2 separate regions of the Lactuca sativa genome follow, and region 2 is linked to region 1. A link is a contact called in public Hi-C data. All regions are on one chromosome and are shown on one strand. Each heading gives the region's core, a stretch centred on a gene start, on an enhancer-like site or on the middle of the called end of the contact. The rest is flanking DNA. Distances are from core to core; before and after follow the strand shown. Region 1 holds the start of LOC111904101 (receptor-like protein kinase HERK 1). Region 2 holds the start of LOC111904100 (DNA-directed RNA polymerase V subunit 5A).

The links. A called contact is a pair of places that touch in the nucleus more often than the background predicts.
Region 2: a contact with region 1 is called in a Hi-C map of leaf, with 5 times the contacts expected there. The contact joins the promoter of LOC111904100 here to the promoter of LOC111904101 in region 1. A contact is called at or near these places in 2 of 4 Hi-C or Micro-C datasets (both in leaf).

What each region holds. Positions count from the first base shown.
Region 1 is chr5:326,809,886-326,813,118 of Lsat_Salinas_v11, reverse strand. LOC111904101 (receptor-like protein kinase HERK 1) reads left to right here and starts at 1,740. Exons shown (of 1, transcript XM_023899877.3): 1 at 1,740-3,233. The coding sequence starts at 2,302.
Region 2 is chr5:327,062,652-327,065,884 of Lsat_Salinas_v11, reverse strand. It overlaps LOC111904100 (DNA-directed RNA polymerase V subunit 5A), which reads right to left and starts at 1,693. Exons shown (of 4, transcript XM_023899876.3): 1 at 1,179-1,693; 2 at 375-551. The coding sequence starts at 1,475.

The sequences.
Region 1 (3,233 bases), core at 491-2,990:
ACGGTTGGAGAACGCCAAACAATTAATCCACGACTAATCGCCATTTAATCCCGATTTCTGCAACAATTTCTGTACATTTGCTAATAGAAAGGGACGGTATTTTAATTTTATGAAAAATAAGAACCATTTTTGCAAATTCGTTATTAAGAAGGGACCATTTATGTAGTTTTTCTGAAACTTAGAGATCATTCCTGTTAAAAGAATTCAACATATGGACCTATTTTATAAATTAAAAGTGTAATTTGTTTTCTGATCATTTATGCAACTTTCTTGTAAAAAGAGACTATTTTATAAGTTAAAGGGACTATTTTTGTATAAAATTTGTTTTGGAAGAGACTATTTGAATAAATATCTCAATGTAAAAAATTATAGAATAATTATTGTCATATTCATATGACAAATTTTAAATAAACCACATAGACCAAAAGATAGCTAATTCATTAATACGCAACTATAAAACTAAAAAGATATATTTACATAATCTACATTAACTACATATCTTTGAATTCAAGTAAACAAGAATCTAATATGGGTTTTGATTTGATTGAAATCGTAATATATTATAACTAAACTATATTTTTATTCCTTTATTATTATTATTATTATTATTATTATTATTATTATTATTATTATAGATTTGATTTTAAAATTATTTTTTATACAGATTGTCCTTGCAGTTTTATTTTATACAAATATATAGATATTTTGAATAAAAAGATAACTTTAAATATATAGATATTTTTAATAAAAAGATAACTTTAAGGACAGACATAAATATACTCACTATTATCGTATTGAATTTTTACTTCATAAATAAATTGTGGCATTATTATTCAACTCTTTTAATTATATATTTTTCCCTCAAAAGGCATGTAAAACTTATATTTTTCTTGAAATCATGTATCTATTAATTGTTTATATTAAAAAGAATTATCTACTGAACAATTTGAACTTCATATACATTAAGCAAGTGGATGTAATAATGAATCTATTATAATAGGTTTTCTCTTTGTCATTTGTTGCATTTTCATTTAATTTTTCAAATGTGATTTTATAGTTATTTTGAATTTTTTTTTTCTACATGTTATTTTATAAGTTTTTTTTTTTTATTTTTTAAATTTCATATAATATTTTATTGTAATAATTGTAATAAATATACTATTTAAATGGATATCAATGTCATTAATGAATTTATTTTTTAATTTTATAATTCTCAAAATTAAAGCTCATTTGTTTTTTTTTTGTTTATTTATTTAAATTTAAAAGATAAAAACTATTTCTATCATAATAATTCATTATTATTTTTTATTTTTTATAAATTTAAAGTTCTTAAATATTAAAACATTTATATATATATATATATATATATATATATATATATATATATATATATATATATATATATATTAACCTATGTAATACATAAGTCTCAGATGTATTTTTTTAACGATAAAACTAATAATTTTTTTAATGGATCTATATTTCTATGTTTGATATGGACTTGAACCCATTATTTAAAAAAAGCCACTATATATAAAATTAAAATAAAAAAAAGATGGACAACCCTAATCAATGCGGAAACAAACGAACGCTAGAATATGAATTGGGACAAAAGGCCAAACTTTATAGCGAATAACAGCTTTCGTGGACCTTATTTGAATTAAGAAAAGTGTAAGGGACCTATATAGAGCAGTTAGAAAGTTAAAGGTGACTAAGTAAAACATTTCCTTTGGTCTAATTCCGCCATTGCAGGCTTCTACCGAGGTTGTCTATTTTATCTTTTTTCTTCTCCGATTCTCTTTACACTCGTCTTCATCCACTACTCACCACCAACAAGAACAATCTCCATCATCCTTTTGAAAAAAAAGGAAAAAAACAAAACTTTCTTACCATTTCCCTTTGACCCCAAATTTCATCCTATCAATACACAGCTGATTTTTCATATTATTTTATTAATCGTTTTCGTTAACCCGAACGAATCTATCAATCTGTCACCATCTGATGCTTGCCGTCCTGTTCATACCGGCCTGGCTGGCTCCTCGCTAGATTTATGCTTTGATTAATCCCAATATCTTCTCTGTTCTCCACAGCGCATCAGTTAACATCTGGTTAATTCGTCAAATCTGCTGTTCTTGATCTGTCAGGTGTTTCATTTTCTTTCAATCTTATATGGGTATTGGATAGTAGATCTCTTAATTGCTACTGATCTGGGTTCAAGAACCCTAGATTTCTAATTTATCGAAGCAAACCCCTTTTGTTTTATCGATTATTGTGAAAACCCCCATCTGAAATCGAATTATTATGATGGGTTTTGTGGGGTTGAAGCTACTGTTTATCGGGGTTGTGTTCTTCTTGTGTTTATCTTCTTGTTATTCTCAGTTTAATCCGGCGGATAAGTATTCGATTGATTGTGGATCTCCGAGCAACACCACCATCGGCAATCGGGTGTTTTTATCTGATAGTTTGGCTTCGAGTTTTCTTTCAACCCCACAAAATGTTTTGGTTGATACTTCTGCAAATTCAATTCCTTCATCTGAATACTCTCCGCTGTATAAAACAGCAAGAATCTTTACACAAACATCTACATACACTTTTCGAATCACTCAAAGCGGTCGTCACTGGATCCGTCTTTATTTCTTCCCATTCTCCGCCAGTAATTACAATCTAACCACCGCAGTTTTCTCCGTTTCAACTCCAGATCACTCTCTGTTGAGCGATTTCAAAGCCGAAAGTGTTCAGACCAAAGAATATTCAGTAAATGTCACCTCCGGCGACCTTGAAATCACCTTTACACCTACCGGGAGTTCATTTGCTTTCTTGAATGGTTTAGAAGTTGTTTCGGTTCCAGATCCGTTGATCCCCGATGATGCAATGTCCGTCAACCCTCCGACAAACTTCAAAGGGATGTTGAATAAGGCGCTGGAGACGCTTGCTAGGGTGAACATGGGTGGTCCGGTGGTCACATCCAGGAATGATTCATTGTGGAGATCTTGGGTTACTGATCTGAGCTATTCAAAGAACCGGAATTTTGAATCGAATGTTTCAAATCCCACCGCTGTTAGATACCCACCCGACGGCGCTACTCAAGACGATGCTCCGGTCAGCGTCTATGGAACCGCCGCAACGATGGCATCTGAAAACGACCCAAAAGCCAATTTCAACGTCACCTGGGAGTTCCCGGTGGATCGTGGATTCCAGTATCTCGTCCGCCTCCATTTTTGCGATATCGTAAG
Region 2 (3,233 bases), core at 444-2,943, 250 kb before region 1:
GTTGCCGCCGACATCACCACCACTGATACAATTGCCGCCGCCACCACCATCGCATGTCATCACCACCACCGCCGCCGACCCGCTACCGTCACCGCCCCCACCCATACCCTACCACCGCTACCGTTTTCTAAAAATGAAAATTGATAGAAAAATACACATCTAAACACGTTTTCTAATTTTCTAAAACTGAAAATGAAAAATGAATAAATTTAACTAAATGCGTTTTCAAAAAATTTCAATGAAAAATGAAAACGGGAAACGAAAATCAAAAAGGGAAAACAAAAAACGAAAAATGAAAAGTGTTTTTCTGTAACTAAACGCAACCTTAGTGTTCTAGAAGTGGGGCCCTTATGGGTAATCAACAAGACACTTACTTGGAATATTTCGACCTTGAATGAAAAAAGATCCACTGCTTTCATAGCCTGATTTGTAATGTGATTTTGCACTACAATTATCAAACGGCTTAAACTCTCCTTATTCATGATCTGTGTTGCAATCCAACGGATGGCATTCACTTTTACCACACCCGTCCCACAGAAAACAGCGAGAATCTGTGATCATGAAAAACAAAGCAGAAAGTTTCAAACTTTCAGTCTGAAAATGTAAACAGATAACATGTATACTGAATTGCTTGGTGGGTTTCGTTTCTATTGAAGAACAACATAACCAGTCTTTTTTTGGTCGAAGCCCTAATTTCACATTTCAATTGACATGGATTTTGTTACAAATGGAGCACCAAGATTGTTGCTTCTGCAGCATTTGTTATCTTCATCGATATTGATTTGAGTTCAATGCAAAAAGAAGACATGCATCAATTTCCTGTTCAAGAATACACCTTGTGTGTGTGTGTTCTTGTTTGTTTTGTGAGGAAGGAAGGAAATTTGCCTCTAATTTTCGAAGCAATAATCAAACATCAAAGTCCTAAAATCCATGCAATCGGTTCTAAGATCGTAGAATAAATCAATTCGATTTCCCTAATTCGGCTGGTGACATAATGTATTCAAGAAACCAGAACGAAAGCGAATTTCCAAAATCACAAACGATTTTAACAAAATCAAGAATCGGACGCCCAAAATAGAGAAAGATTATCTTCTGATTGTCAAAGAACAAACCCATTTTAGATTTCAAAAAAAGATTCGAAAAGAATTAGGGAAAGGTTCGAGAGAGTAGTCAGAAACCTTATTATCAGGATCAGAAACATGAGAAGCGCTGATACGAAGACGGTCAACGTCGACAGCTTGACCATGGAGGTCCCGGAACTGCTGGAGAGTGAACTCGATTTCCGAATTTGAGATATCGTACCCTCTGTCTCTGAGCATCTCTAACAGTGTTCTACGTGAAAGGTAGTATCTGTGACTCTCAGTGCTACCTTCGTCAACAAAGCTGCTCAAACACCTACCTGTTCCTCCTCCGCCTCCGCCTCCGCCGCCGTTACTCATCTCCGTTTCCATGGCATCTGCGCCATTCTCGCCCATTTCTCTGTAGAATTAAAGTGGGTAGTTTGGTTTGGCCTGTGGATTTGTGTGTTTTGGTTGTAGGTATTCACGTTGCTTTGAAATTCGTGCACTTTGTCAGTGTTGGGTTTCCTGAAAACCGATTGTGGTGGGTGCAAACAGCGAATTCGAACGTCGAGACTCGAGAGGGTTTTTACGATCAACTTGTTGCCCTTGACATTAACAAGGTAGTTCTGGTGAATAGCATAATACAACTATATAATTAAAATATTTATAGTACATAAAATAAATGTTTATGTAAAATACAACTATATCATTTAAATATTTATAAATATATATTTTATATATTTTACAAACAATAGCATTGAGTTCACTTTGATATACAATATTTTTATGTTAAATTAATATAAAACATTAATTATATATATATATATATATATATATATATATATATATATATATATATATATATATATATATATAGGGAGTGGTTCAAATGAGAACAAAAAAAGGTTAAGAACCGTAAGAACCTCTAACTTTAAATGTTTATAAAGAGTTTAGGGTAACCGTAAACCCTAAACTCTAATCCCTTTATAAACACCTTAAACCCTTTATAAACATCTAAAATTAGAGGTTCTTACGGTTCTTAACTTTTTTTGGTTCTCATTTGAACATATATATATATATATATATATATATATATATATATATATATATATATATATATATATATATATATATATATATATATACACGATAAGACAGACATCTATTAAAACTATATAATTTCATTTATTTCAATAATTTCTACGCCTAAATTATTTATAAATAATATATGTTTCAATGGTATTTATAGTTATTGTTATTATTAATTAATTTTTTAAAGAATTATTTGCTTAACATTTAAATTTCTATCATTGTAATTATTTCAAATACCAAACATTGTTTAATATTATTAATCAATTGTTAATTATTATTTGAAAAATATAGAGTTTCAAATGCAAAAGAAAAAATGCCTTATTTATATATATATATATATATATATATATATATATATATATATATATATATATATATATATATATATATATATATATATATATATATATATATATATATATATACGATAAGACAGACATCTATTAAAAATATATAATTTCATTCATTTCAATAATTTCTACGCATAAATTATTTATAAATAATATATGTTTCAATGGTATTTATAGTTATTGTTATTATTAATTAATTTTTTAAAGAATTATTTGCTTAACATTTATATATATATATATATATATATATATATATATATATATATATATCTTTCTAGTAATTTATATTATTGATAGGACCTTATTTAACTATCTATTTGAGGTCATGATTAAAATGTTACATTTTTAGATATATGATATTTAATATATTTGAAAATATTCAAGTAAAGTTAAAATGAGAGTTGTAATGCAAAATGAGGAAAATGGTGCTGAAAAGTACACAAAAATAATATTGATGGCAACTTGACCCCTCATCAATATTTTGGTCATAACTCATGACTCGTAACTCCGATTAAGGTCATTCAAAATGATCTGAAAACAAGAAAAATTCTAGAAGACTTTTGTGTTTGGGCTAAAACGTGAAATTCAACCACCATGACGTGGTAAATTGAAACTTTGCGATCATTGAGCTAACTTGGAAAATAAGGGATGTCCATGAAGACCACGACGTGGTGCCTCTTAACCACGTCGTGGTGGCCAGAATTTGGCAAGTATATATATTTCGGAATTT